Regions from separate parts of the Pan troglodytes genome. Here region 2 is linked to region 1. A link is a contact called in public Hi-C data. All regions are on one chromosome and are shown on one strand. The core of a region is the stretch at or near the end of the contact, and the rest is flanking DNA. Distances in the headings are between cores, read along the strand shown.

Region 1 (7,264 bases), core at 1,727-4,226:
GACCTTTTACATTTCAAATCCTGACACAAACCCCACCCTTCCACAAAACACCATTTGCTTGCTATGTCTCTCTAGAGGATCTAAACTATAATTTGCTGTTTAGGTTCTTTCAGAAGTTCTTTTTCTGGGTTCTCCTTCTGGTAATAAAACACTAACTTCTTTAAACACCAACATTTCACATACCTACATTTCCCTGACAACAGGATGCCTGGGGTAGAAAGATGACTGAATCCTTTTAAGGAGATGGGTACAACAAATTTAAAGTGCATGCTGACTTTTTAAAAACAAAATAGCCCTCAGATTATCTGGCTATCACTCAGAACCTCCGAACCTCCTTCATTTAGATGCTCTGTTCACATTATGGTGATACAAAACAAACACATCCTTATGACTGCCTCTGCTTCAGAAACTAAGTTTTCTAAGATAAACAACACTCTTTCTACTGCCATCACACTCAAAGAGGAAACTCTAATCTCTCAATACGCCAGCAAAATACCTGCAACTGAACCAACACCCTGTCTTTATTTCTCTACCAGACAACAGCTGAAAGAACGCCCTCCCTGATAGGGCTCAGCAGCTTATTTCTATCAGAGTTAAGTGGTCTAGCACCTTCCCGGCTAAAAACTGAACGCCCGTTCACAGGCATAGCTTTTAATCCTCCACATTTCAGAGATGGAGGGAGGGGCAGGTACTGAGTCAGTCAAGACTTCAGCAAACCATAATCGAGATTTGGGGTGCCTTCTGACCACCCATCAGGCTTCCAGGAACTAACCACTGTAAAGGGATCCTGGGGGGAAGCTTTGGTATCATGGAGTAAAAACATACATTACAACACCCCCTCCCCTCCTGCCTGTGTTCTCAAAAATCGCCGTCTTGCACAAAGAATATCCTTCCAGAAGAACGCTCCAAAAGAAAAACAGCCTATTTTAAAATGCCCGACTCCTGCGTCGGCGAAGGCCATCCCTGCTATTTTGAATTTCAGAACATTAAAAACACAAACCTAGAGAAGCTATCCAGTTCAACTGCATAACATAACAAAATGGATTATTTCTCCCGTGTCTTCTAAACCGTACTTACCTTTTAAAGATAAAAACCCTCCTTTGTCCCCCCAACCACCACCTAAACCACTTAGTAAAGGGAGCCGGAAGGCTTTCGCCCAATCGAGTCCGCTGAAAGTTTAGAAAACAAAGAGCAGGAGAGCCCAGATCTGTGGAAGGTCCGGCCCCAGTCCGCGTCCCACTCGGCAGTAAACACGCGAACCACGATCTGCTCTCGTTCCGTCGCGGACTCATTTCTTACGAGACGTTTAAGGATTTGTTTATAGAAACAGCCTTTCTGAATTGCCCCAGTGATGGGGCCATACAACCTCCGCTGCCTCCTACTTCTCCGCCTCACTCTTGAAGGCTCAGTCGTGATTTTTTCAAAGTTAATCGGCACCACCTGCATACCCTCGGCAACCATTACTCACCAACACGCCCTCACCGTTCCCAGTCCCAGTTCTGCGACATTTAAACTTTTAATCGTGTTCAAATTACCCTACCATCTTGAATGTACCAGTAAGCCACACTTTCAATTTTCTGAGAAGAATAAAACCCCCACCTCCTCCGGCCGTAGACACCGGGGGGAGTTCTCACTCCCCGCATCCCCGCGCCTCCCTACTAACCCCCACCCGACACCACCAAAACAAAAGCTATCAGATTGCAAAAGATAGCGAATGTGCAGCGATACTGCTTATTAACTACGTACAAAGGAAGTGCGGGGCGGCAGAAGAGAGGGCGACACGACGCCGACCACAACAAAACCAAGGCCAGGGCTCCGCGCTCGCAAAACACAACACCCTCCCCCCGCCGCCGCAGACCCTGGAGCTGAAACCACAGCGTACGACACCTCTCGCCAGGGACGGGCGTCTAGGTGTCCCCGTGAGGCGGCGACTACACCCCGCGCTGCGAGCACGTGTGTCGGAATGCACGTCGGCTCCGACCACACACCCACCAACGCACACTCGGATGCGGCCCTACTACCCCTCCATCCCCCGGCCCGGGAGAAACTGGGAGACCATCCCAGAGCCCTCTGAACTGGGGACCCAGTGGCGCTCCCCGAAAGAGACAAGCTGAGGAAGACTCCCGGCCTCGCACTTCCCGGGGGGCTGCCCAGAGAGCGCTTCCCCTCACCCCACCGCCCAGCCCCGGGACGCCGGGGGCAGGTAACCCAACGAGGAGCGGGCCAAAGTGACGGGCAAGGCCAGGAACTCGAGGAGCCCGAGGGGCAAAAGCACGTTGGGCGACGGCAGGCAGCGCCGGGCGCTTGGAGACGTGTCCTGGGGCTTCGGGGCCTCTCCGCAGGGCACCTCCCCCCGCGAGGGCAACTCGCACCCCGCGGGCCGGGCGGCTGCCCGCTCCCCACTGCCCGGTCAGCCCCAGCAGCGGAGACGCGGTGCGGCCCAGGGTGCTGTCGCTGCTGCCTGCGCGCCGCAGGGGATCAGCGCCGTGTGCGGAGAGGCTCGTGCGCACGGAAGGGGCGAGGTGCGGGTCGCGGGGCCCGGGAACCGCGGAGCCCGCCCCGGCACCAACTTCCCTACCGAGCCCTCGCGCCTAGCCGGGGGACACGGCTGGGCTGTCAGGACGGAGAAAGAGAAAGCCCCTCAGGCCCTTCCCGCGCGGGGATGCGCGGAGCCAGGGCCCGCGGGGCTCCAGACGAACGAGCCCGGGACCCGGGTCCGCTGCAGCCTCCCTCCCGGCAGAGCCGCCCCGCGCCCCACCCCGCCGCTCCCGAGCCGGGGGGCCCGACAGCTGCGACGGTGGCAACTCGGGTTTCGCAAACAGGGCGCAGCCCCTCGGAGGAAAAGTTCCCGCAGTGGCCGCGGGCGGCGGGCACATACTCACTTTCTCCACTCGTCGGCCAGAGCGAGAGCGCGGCGGAGAGAAACAGGAGCCCCCACAGCGAGGTCGGGGACCCTCCTCCGGAGCCAGACTTCATTCCTTTTATTTGGGACGAAATTCCCCTTTCTCAAAAAAAAAAAAAAAAAAAAAAGAAAAGAAAAAAAGGAAATGAAAGGAAACAAGTCTCAAACTCAGTCTTCGCTCCCCCTCCAAAAACAAGGGCGAAGGAAACAATACTCCGAAGGCGGCGCCGCCGGGGCCCTCCGGGTGCGCGGACGGGGCGGGCGGCGCGGGGCGGCCCCTCAGCGCCGGCAGCAGCGGCCCAGGGCTCGGCGGAGTCGGGAACCCGAGGCGCGCCGGGGCGGGCTGTCGGCGTCGTCGGCCTCCATTTTCAAACCCGGAGAGGCAGGAAGGGGGGAAAACTGCAAAGAAAGGGGGCAAAGCCCAAATCTGCCTCGGCGAGGAAAAACAAGCCCGGCCCTGGCCGCGCGGGAGACGGCCGGACGCCCGAGCCTCCGCTGCGGGAGGGCGCGACGCAGTTCGCAAGATCGCCCCGAAGTCCGGGTCACAGGCGAGGCCGGCGAGGGGCAGAAACGCGGAGTCAAAATGAATGAGCGGCTCCCCCTCCTCCTCCTCCTCCTCCTCCTCCTCCTGGCTCCGCTCGCCGCCGCCTCCTCCCTCAGCGCCGCCGCCGCCGCGGCGAGCTCCTTCCCAAATCCAGGACACACACAAAGCGGCGGGCCGGCCGCGCCGCGCTCAGCACTCCCGCCGCGCCGCCCGGCTCTGCGCCGCCGCCCGCCCCGCGCCGGCCCCCGCCCGGCCCCCGCCCGCCGCCGCCGGCTCTGCGCGGGGGCTCCGGCTCGCTGAAGGTCACAGCCGAGGCGAGGCGCGCCGTGGAGCTGCCCCCGCGCGGGAGGGGCGTGGAGGGCGCGGGGGGATCCGGGGAGCGGGGCCGAGGGTCTGCGAGCGCCGGCCGCGGGCAGGCTCGCTGGCGGCGTCCCTCTCGCTCTCCCGCCTCTCTCGAGTTCGCCTGGTGCGCTCGCTCCTCCTCGGGTTTTTTCCCTTTTTTTTTCCGCTCAGCAGAGTTAATGCTGGTAAACAAGAGCCCCAGCCTCGCCGCGCCGCCGCCGCCGCTGCCACACACTGGGGGCTCGCGCGCGCGCGCGCCCTGGCCCGCGCACACGCGCCCGCTCGCACACTCGAGCGGCCACCGCCGCAGCAGCGGCGCGCCGAGGGCCCGGCCCAGGCCGGCGCGCGCAAAAAACCGGAGCCCGGGTTCCCCAAGACGTGCGGAGCGGAGCCCGGGCGTGGGGCGCGAGACTGCGAGGCGCCGCCCCCATCTCCCGCCCCGCCGCCTCCCGCGCGCACACAGAGACACGCGCGCGTGCCCACCCGCTCCCGCCCCCACCGCACTGCGCCGGCCACCCCGCAAGCGCCCTCCCCTCCCGCCCGACTCCAAAAACAATGCCCCCGCCGCCGGTCCGGTCTCGGCGGGGCAGGGGTGGGTAGGCAGAGAAAGGCTAGGCAGGGGAGGGGTAGGCAGGAGAGGGGAGGGGTGGGCGGGGAGTGCGGGGCTGGGAGAGGTTCATTGAAAACAACAACAGCGCGGCTGGAAAGCGCGTTTCCCCGGTTCTTGAAAAGCTTCATTGTTTCTTGCAGCTGTTGCAAAATAAATAAGTGCGTGCATGCGGCATTTTTTTCGCTGCGTACTGGAAAGCCCGAACGTGGCGGAAGGGGCGCACCTGGGAGAAAGGGGACCCCCCCCCACCAGGCTACTACGCCGGGCACTTTCACGCCAGGCTGGGGTGCCCGCGGCGTTGCGACCGTGGAGCCCGGAGTTTGGGGGCTCGCGGGGAGCGGAGGGGGAAGGGCGCGGCCCGTGTGGCTCGGCCCGGAGTGGCTCGAGGAGAGAGGACCCCGCCGCCCCTCGCGGGCCCCGCGCCCCGGAAGGGGGGCCCAGACAGGCAGCCCCGCGAGCCCCGGGCGCGTCCCCGCGGCGGCCGCCAGAGGGCGCGGCGGGCGCTGGGGAGGGCAGCCCGCGGAGAGTCGCCTCCCTCCCTCCGGGGGAGGAAATGTGGGGGCCCGGGCTGGGGGCCGACTCGGCTGGGTCGCGCTGGCGTGGCCTCCCGGACCCGCCGCCCGCCCTGAGCGCTCTCTGCGGCCTCGCGCGGCTCAGGGCTCCACCACGTGGGCGGCTGCGGGGAGCGGCCGGGGCGCGTGCACGCTGCGGGGCTCCGGAGCTGGGGGGGCGTGTCTGGGTCCCGGGGCCCCGAGGAGGGGGTGGAGGCTGGGGCCGGGAAGCCTCCCTTGGCTGCGGTCCCGACCCGGGAACACGCCGCATGCACTCGGGATCAGCGGCTACTGCGGAAACCCACCCGCACCTGTCTCGGGTCCTCCCAGGCACGTTCCTCTTGCTTCGTTTGCTACGTAAGTGACTGGAAACCAGTACCGATCCTAAGTCTCCGCGGTGGTTTTCTTGAATGTGCAGGAGGAGAGGTTTCCCCAAAGCGAGACTTCCTTAGGACTGCCATCTAATGAATAAATGCTGCGGAGACCAGGTCCTCAAAGAGGGAAACAGCCCAGCAGTGGCAGGAGAGAGGAATTTGAAATACGTGGACTTTTACAAACAGTGATTGGACCATGTGTCGCCCTTAATGTGGTCCGGTTTCATGACTCAGGCTAATTGATGCCAGTAATAAATTTTTTTAAGATAGCTAATAAAAGAGTTGTGAATTGTCGAGATAAGAAGTGGTTGTCTCAAACAATCGGGTAGGATGGTAAGAAGGGACCTGATGTAAAGGAAGGTAGTAGGTTTCTTTTATTACTCTCTAATTCTAAAATACTTCTGCGTTAGAACGTGTATCCATCGTTCGTAAATAATTTTTTAAATTAAGAGCTGAAAACAAGTCAAAAGCTATCATAACGGAAACTTAGCCCTTTTTTTTCTAAAGTTGTTTCCTAGATCATTTTCCTCCTTGGAAATTTCTAGCTCAATTCAGAGTCAGTTGTATAGAAAGAAAATAAACCTTGTTTTACCTAAGAAAGTTATTCATATGATGGGATGGTTTTGTTTAACTGAAATTCAGCTTGATTTTTAAATAAAGAGTTTCAGTTTTGGATGTTCCTAGATTTAACAGTGAAAGAAATTTATTAGAATCTTAAACTTAAAATGTATTATTTAAAAATTAGGCACTACACATGAAGAATTAAAGTCCAGTCTACTAATTTTTAAATATTTCTTAAGTTCTCTGCATGAGGTTGGTCTTGATTCCTGCAGATCCACTCTGGAGTTAAATGCAAAGGAATATTGATATATAATTTCATTATACTTGATTTCAGAATTTTTAATACATACTTGTAAGACAAAAATTTAGAGCTGATTTTTAAAAGGCTAGTGCTAATATAAAATCTTCAAATACTACCCAATGTATTTTTAGTATTAGTAATAAATATGCCTGTTTATTTGTCCCCAAGAACATAAAGAGATCTATAGAATTTTTAAATGTATACAGGTTGTTGTAGGGGTTGTAGGATTTATTTGTTTTTATGTGTTTTTTTTACTAAAATGATTTTTATTTGTCAATTTTTTAAATGTTTGTGTTTTCCTGAAGTAGTAGGAAATCAATCGTATTAAGTTATTTTAAACAGTGAAGTGGGAGATGTATCATTATATAGCTTAATATTTAGGGGAAAGAAAGGAACAAAAATTTAGGTTGTCTTTACGCTCTAACTTGACCACATGGACAAAGGAGGTGATTTGTATTTCTTCAATGATTATATTTTACATACACAAGTCAAACTTATTTTTTCAACCTTGAAATAAAATCATGTAGACAAAAATTAATTGGAGTCTTTGCTTTATACCCACATTGACAATGCACCACACTTTTTATTTTATACCATTTTACTCAGGTATCTTATAGGTTCTCCCTCTTTTGGAGCAGAAACTGATTGCTTGTTTTCATTTTTTAAAAACGCCGTTTACTTGATAACAGTTTCATCTCAAATTATTCTGCTAAATGTACCAGACTCCCCAAAAAATGTAATGTATATCATATACATCAAGTGCAAACGTGAGAAACAGCACAACAATTGACAAGTATCAAGTAATACAGTATATTGTGATATATTCGCAGAAAGGAATGTTAGCGGCAAAAGTGAATAAACTACAGCCCCACACAACATAGGCAGATCTTTGAAACACACTGAGTAAAAATATACAAATATCAAAAACGCACACAGCGTAACACCATTTTGATAAAGCTCTTAAAAGCAAGGAAAACTTTAAAAGTTACAGAAAATTTTTTATAGAAATCCCTTGCTTTAAATAATAAAATAATAAATATTTTTCCTTTGTTTTGCTTTTGTTTTAGCAAAAGAATTAA
Region 2 (7,264 bases), core at 1,860-4,359, 250 kb before region 1:
TCCACTCATCTGCTGATGAACATCTGAATGGTTTCCAGTGGGTCTTTCTTTTGGGCTGGGGGTCGGGGGAGTCCCGGGAGGCTATTATGAGTAATACTGCTACCAACATTCATACACAAGTCTTGTGTGGGCATGTTTTCATTTCTCTTGGGTGGATCCCGGAATTGCTAGGTCACAGGGTTGAGTGTATATTTTCCAAAAGTCCCAGGGAAATGTGAAAAAGCGGCCATGTTTCAGCCTGACCTTTGAGCTCCAAGAAGGTATTACAAAGCACTGCGTGTTGCAAAGTCGAGTGGCAGGAACAAAAGCATAGAAATGCCCATCCGCGAATTTCAATTCTTTTAACTCACCACCCTCCATCTACTTTTTCCTTCTTCTTTTCAAGGCAACAATCCTTGGTAGCACCAAAGAATGTGAAACTTTAACTCCTTATTTATCTGATGCCATCAGGAAACAAGGTTGTCCAAACAAGGGGATTTTCCAGATAGTGAAAATATTCTCTTACTCAAGAGCTTAAAAATTAGCTATTTTATAAAAATTGTGTACATGTGGATTACAAAACCCGTTTCCTTTGTAAACAGCAGAGCGGTCTTGATTTTCTTAATGTCTAAGGTCATTACTCTAGAAATACACCCTATGGTGTCCTTGAGGAAACCATGGCTATGGCTTTTGTAACTGGGTTACAAAATCAGCTCACGCCGAGTGCGATATAAAAGGCAACAGGCTCTGAGTGAGGAATAAGAGCTCTACTCTAGGTAAAATGCTTGAATTTTCTGTTCTGGATGGCTCAGGAGACTTTTTGAGGGGGATCTCAGTGACATTTTGGAAAGCCAAGGTTGTCAGAGTTGAAGGATCTCTGTACCTTGAATTGTTCTGTTCTCCATCAAAAACAAAAGGCTACAGAACAGAACTTTCATCCTATTGAACCAAATGGAAACATTTATGTTATCACTGGCTATAAAAAGAAGTTCAAGAAGGCCGGGCGTGGTGGCTCAAGCCTGTAATCCCAGCACACTGGGAGGCTGAGGCGGGCGGATCACAAGGTCAGGAGTTTGAGACCAGCCTGAACAACACGGTGAAAGTCCGTCCCTACTAAAAGTACAAAAATAAGCCGGGCGTGGTGGTGTGTGCCAGTAATCCCAGCTATTCAGGAGGCTGAGGCAGGAGAATCGCTTGAACCCAGGAGGCAGAGGGTGCAGTGAGCCGAGACAGCGCCACTACACTCCAGCCTGGGCGACACAGCAAGATTCCATCTCAAAAAAAAAAAAAAAAAAAAGTTCAAGAAAATAGTGTGACACGTGTTAACAACATGGGTGAACCTCTCAAACATCAGGCAGCAGAGTGAGCGGAAAATATTTAGGAAAAAAACCGTCAAAGTGCTTTGTGATATGCACATGGGAAGAAATGAAGGGATAAAGCAGTGGTTTCCAATCTTTGCTGCCTGCTGAAGTGCCTAGGGATCTTTAGACAAGCACTGATTCCTGGATCCTAACTCCAAACGCTCCTATTGAATTGGGGTGGGGGTGCAACTTGGACATCAGGATTTCTCAACTCCACCCCTGCCCCCACCCCCAATGATTCCATAATGTGTAGCAAAGTTTGAGAAACACTGAGATAAAAGCTATCTTGGCTTAAACCAAAAGCACACCGAAATAAAAATTTCAGACAGCTCTGCTAACACTCCTCTATTCAAAAGCCTTGAATACGTTCCATGGTCTTCCTAAATTATAACCCTTTATACCTGCGTGCAAAACATCTTACGTAACTCTAGTACCACCCACCTCTCCAGTGTTAGTTGCCCAACAGGCCCCAGGATGCCCCAACTCGTTGCCTTTGCTCCTGCCACCCTACCTTGAATTGCCTTTCTTCACTTCAATCCTCTGCTTTCCCCAAGTTTTTCCCGAAAGCCTTCAAGGCCCATCTCAAATGCCACCTCTTGTCAGAAGCCTGTCTGATCTTCTCAGGTATCTGGCTCTTCTCCATGCCTAGGGCACATTTCTTTCTTTCCCTTGTATCACTGTGCGAGTTCTGCTTTGCACTGCTGATGTTTATCTGACTATCGTATCCCGTCCTTCTCTTTCTCGCTCTGACTCTTCCCTTCTTGCAGAAGTGAGGGCAGCTAGTGAAGGGGCCAGATCTAACTCTGTCCCTGAGTCTAAGGAGAAATGAACAGCTGAGGTGTTGCTAGCGGTCTCAACACCTGAAGCAAACAGAGCTCTTGGGGAGCTCATCATCGTGAGGATGGGCTATACCTTTGTGGTCATGGGCCAGGGAGACAGGATGAGAGAAAACTTCCCATCGGGAGGTAAAAGATTCTTAAGAGCCCAAGCTCAAGAAAGAGCCTCTTAGAAGCTGCACGCAGGAATGAAAGGCTGGAGCCAGCATCCTTGGAGCTGCAGGACTACTGGGGAGCAGCAGCAGCAGGGAAAACCCAAGGCCCACTTGCCCTCCCCTGCATCTAAAATGGTTAAGAGCAGGCCAGGGGCCCAGGCTTACCTGGAAAGCCTCCCAAACAGCTGAGCACGCAACCTTAAAAAGATTTTGCTGATGCTTCAGGTTTTATGCAAGTTTCAGATAATGAGAAAGACATCATAAATATTCTTGCAAATAAAAATCAGGCTTTAATTTCTAACTACATTTAAGTGCACAATACTTAGTTAACACTCCATGAAAAGGTAACCACATAATAATTCCTAATGGAAATTAATTAAACTCTCCTCTCAGCATTCACCTCTATGTCTATCATTTGCTTAGTCTAGAAAAAAAAAGTATATCATTAAGCAACAAGAAAATTGGACAGCTACTGATCTGCTGAAGAAGAGCTCACAGACACCCGAGATTCCAGAAACATAAACCTACTTAGAAAAAAAAAAAAAAAAGAAAGAAAAATTCATTTTAAAATTTAATACAAGAAACAATAATCATCACCTTAAACTGGCAGGGCCTCAGCTTGCCAGGTAAGTGACTGAGGAGTCTGGGGCTGGGTGCAGCGGCAGCCTCCTTCGATTTGCAATGAGAAAGAAGTTTTTTAAGGATTGGTGTTCCCCAGTGGGGAGGGCACTGTGCTTTTCAAGGATGGAATGAAGAGCTGCCCGCTCTCGTTAGCTCTATCAGATGATGGAATTTTAAGAATTTAAGACTGACCAAGAGTTAGTCTGAGAAAAACAGGGAGGCTGTAAAGAAACCCTTATGCAGTAACTTTATCCAGTTGGGGCAGATAAATCAGCAAAGACAACCTTTCCCATGACCTTCTCGCCTCTTCTTTTCCTAAATTATTTTCCCAAATTCTCTTTAGAAGGAATTCACTCTTTAATTGATAACTCCTTTTATTTTGAAGCATTCACTTAAAGCCTGGCAAGAGTCGTATTTAAAAGGGAGAGTTTAAAGAGAAAAGTACATATGCAAAGGTACACACAGGCTGACGGCTGGAAAGCAATTGTGCATGCAATAAGCACTGGCTTTTATCCTCCAGTGAAAAGCCCACAGTTATTTTAAAACCCCTATCACAAAGCAGGCCTGTGCCAAGGCAAAAACTCTATCAATGGTGCAAATCCTGTAAACTAATCAATAAAAAGAATCTCGTGAATCCGGGTTTCTTTCTAACAAAACGAACCGCCCATGCTCCTCCAACGCTCTCACTTCCAATATCTTAAAAGACGGAGCAGTTGTGCGTAGTAGAGTACAGCATCCTGAGGCAGATGAGGGTCGCGCGAACAATGATTTCACAGGGAGGTGAGCACTCCAGACCAACTGCTGTCACTCTTGGCAGAAAAGCCCTAAGTGCACCCCTGTCTGCCGTCTCACTGGTCACAGTCAGACACGCAACCCTTGACTGATGAGGCAAAATCCAGTAAGGGTGAAAACATCTCTGTTTTCCAAAACAGCAACCTCCTAAGAATGGAGAATCAGGACTCTACCCAAGACCTACTCGAGCAGCACAGGCCATACTGCGGCTTCCTCCTTTCTTCTATTTAACAAGGCAGGGAGGGCTCTTACCTCAGCAACACAGTTTCATAAGCACGCTGCTTATTTTGTAATAGAACGTCAGCTCACGAAATTTGGGGCACTTACCCTTCTAGCTGCTCCTCTCCTAAGATGAGGCGAAGGTTTTTTAGGAAGGACAAGGAGACCAAGGCATGAGAATGGCGGATCTTCACGTAGCCCGTCACCACCTCGATGAGCCCCATGAAGTTCTCCAGCTCTGAAGCAATGTTATCTACATGGAAAGGGGATTGTGTCACTGTGTGCTCACTTGGTGTAAGGGTGACATACTTGGATTCTTACAAACACAAGTGAGAACAATTCAACGGCAGGTGCCCCCTGAGATGCTCCCAGCACAGGACTGGCCGCTCCCTGACAAAAACACACTTCCCTGGGTTGACTCTCAACAACGACTCCTGGAACGAGGCCTCCCAGGCAGGGGAAGCCAAGTTTCTAGGAGGCTGGGGGGTACTGCAGCTCCCAAGCTGATTAACAAAACATAAAATCATAAATACCAGACTGCCAATTAGCTAAGGCTGACGAATGTAGGGAACGTCTTTTAACATGCTCTGTGAACAGACAGGATGGCCTCCACAGTACAAGGGCATGACTAAATCAACATCTTCTCCATCTCATTAGGAACTGCCTTTGCTGTCTTTCTAATTCCTAAGATACAGGGATCTATATTGAAAGGTTCCATTTTACTAAGACTCGAAGAAAATACACCAAAATGTTAACAATGGCTATCTATGAGGGATTTTTAAAAATTCATTTCTGCATTGCTAAGTTTTCTATACTATTTATGTATTGCTTTTATAACTAGAAAATAGTTGGAAAAATAGTTGCTAATAAAGATGTACAAACATAATATGCAAACAACAGGTTTCATCTTGTTTAGTCTACCTTTTTCTCATAGTAAACAAAAACCAATTTTCAGTTCAACTAATGCTAAAATTATAATAAACACTATAATGAACTGGGTGTGGTTCAATTAATGGGATTTTACTGTGCATAATTTATGAAGACATATTTAATAAAATGCTCTATTTTGCTCTGAGTTGATACAAATAAAATAATAAGGGTACTAAAGGATAAAGCCCTACATCTAATTTAATTTAATAGCTTTCCAAGAAAAATTAAAGGGAAATTCAAGTTGGAAAGATGAGCGGTTGCGTGCAGTTGATGTTTTAAGGAAGAGATCCTGAATTTTAAACGTGGGGCAGGAAGCATGCCTTAGTCAAGATCAGGAAATTTCCCCTCTAATGAGATGTCCCATCATCCTAAATCCAATCTGTTTCCTGCAATGGACATAAACCGGAAGACACATTTCATCATCATGCATCAATATGTACCAATTCCTTCATAAATGATACTTCTCCATGGGTTTAATTCACAGATTAAATTTTTATCTTCAGGACAGGAAGATAAAAAAGTTTAGGCACTCAAAAGGTACGTTCTAGGGATAAGCAAATTAAAAGTAAATGAGGAAATGCAGACACAACCAAAAGAATTAAACTTCAGAAGTACCATGAGAGTAGCAAGCCCTAGTTGTGGGGAACAGAGTTATCTCCATCACGGAGGGCTGGGAGTGGGTGTATTGTGAACAGCAACAAGGGATATCAACGAATTCAGAAGAACTAAGCACAAACCTGTTTCTGTCCTTTCTAAACCTTAAGAATACAGTCTACTCATTTAACAAATATTAAGGAAAACACATTCTCAAAATACATTATTTTTCCTCTCAAACTGTGAAAAAAAAAAAATTCTTCATAAAAGGATTTCCCCCCAAAATTCCTTTCAACTTCAAAGCCATTTTACGATATTTATTCTAGCTTATAAAACTATCAGTACCTTCACCAAGTGGTCCCAGTGGCAGAGAATTTAAGGCACCATTACTAGAAGCCCTTGGCAATGAAAAATCAGAAGTGAAAAGATTTTTAAAATTATCCAGACATGGTAGTGTGTGCCTGTAGTCCCAGCAACGTGGGAGGCTGAGCAGAAGGATTGTTTGAGACTAGGAGTTCCAGGTTACAGTGAGCTATGATTATGCCATTGCACTCCAGCCTGGGTGATACAGTGAGACCCTGTCTCAAAACAAAACCAAAAAACAAACACACAAAAAACCAAAGAAGTGGAGAGATCATAGGCTAAGTCAGTGGGAAATCCTTTGCACAAATCCAACTTAGAAGCAACTTACCAGAAATGCCATCTACTGCAAATAAAGGTCATTGTACAGGGGTGAGACCGAAACTTTATGTACACAATGACACACACTTGTATCCTTTTGTCTCTCACAAGTAAATTTGGAAATCTAGCATTCTTTTGGACTTCATAAAATTGTAACGTGATATCACTAAACTTCCCTTTGCTCAGTCTTCTCAGTAAATTCAAGTAACCAAAACTCTTTAGACTTGAAAGATGTGTGGATTTGGCTACAGCTGGAGTCTGCTGGAGTCTGCTGAGTCACACGTCTGATCCAATGGTCTCTTCTGGGGTTTGTATGTGTCAGGGCTTGCCTCTCCTATGCAAGATGTGACTAACAAAAAGATGAGCGATGACCCTCTTTACAGGAATAAACGACGTGCCAATGGCTAAAAGACAGAGTGCCTTTCAATCTGTTTTTTATCTTTCAGGGAAACTCAAAGAAGAGACGTCATGCATGAGGCTTACACACCATGTTGTTTATCTAAGCCCATATTTTAGTGGTGACTCAGGGATGGGAGCATGAAAAGCATCAACAAAAGAAAACCATGAGATCTAGCTGTTTTTCCAGGGGGATGGAATACTTACTCCCCCGTCGGATGTTAATGAGCAAATTGCCCTTGAAGATGGTGCATCCTTGGAGCATCTGAGCAGAAGTAACAGAATCAATGGTCTTTGTTTTCTTTTCTTCCTCACAGACCTTCGGGCAAGGACCTTCACAAGGGATGCAGTACATGCTGTTGAAGAAGAAAAAAAAAATCAAAAACACACATAATTGAGTCTGTCTTCTTGTATTAAAAAAACCATAAGGATACGCTTTTCATTGTTATTACAGCATGCATTAGAAAAAGCAACTGTTTTGAAGTGTTCATGTGGTCACATGGTATCTCACCCCCAAGCCCACCCAAGATAAGCCACTCACATTGCAAGCAAAAGGAGAAACAGCCTACAAAGGAAGAGCGTGTTGCTTGCTTCCAGACAAAATAAATGCTGCATCCTCAAGGCATTTGTGTGTCATAGGCTGTTGACTGGTGAGCCAGCTGGTTCCATGTGGGAGAGACAGTGTTGCAGAAAGGAAGCT

The links. Hi-C and Micro-C count contacts between places; a contact is called where the count stands out from the background.
Region 2: a Hi-C map of stem cell-derived neural progenitor cells shows a contact between it and region 1, with 5 times the contacts expected there. The contact joins the enhancer-like site here to the promoter of IGF1R in region 1. A contact is called at or near these places in 1 of 7 Hi-C or Micro-C datasets (stem cell-derived neural progenitor cells), 1 of 1 datasets of contacts at active chromatin or transcription factors (stem cell-derived excitatory neurons) and 1 of 1 other capture datasets (stem cell-derived neural stem cells).

Annotation. Positions count from the first base shown.
Region 1 is chr16:90,462,862-90,470,125 of NHGRI_mPanTro3-v2.0_pri, reverse strand. IGF1R (insulin like growth factor 1 receptor) reads right to left here and starts at 2,976. Exons shown (of 21, transcript XM_016927495.3): 1 at 2,883-2,976. The coding sequence starts at 2,976. LOC129137170 (collagen alpha-1(I) chain-like) reads left to right here and starts at 3,490. Exons shown (of 1, transcript XM_054667171.2): 1 at 3,490-6,719. The coding sequence starts at 3,490. The coding sequence ends at 5,310.
Region 2 is chr16:90,713,781-90,721,044 of NHGRI_mPanTro3-v2.0_pri, reverse strand. It overlaps IGF1R (insulin like growth factor 1 receptor), which reads right to left. Exons shown (of 21, transcript XM_016927495.3): 4 at 6,772-6,920; 5 at 4,072-4,216. Among named protein-coding and RNA genes, the nearest start is that of PGPEP1L, 71 kb to the left of the region's middle. Within about 2 kb of position 3,109, at least 4 of the 24 cell types and tissues checked have an H3K27ac peak or open chromatin away from gene starts, as enhancers often do. A contact at or near this core is called in stem cell-derived neural progenitor cells and stem cell-derived neural stem cells, where this site is marked.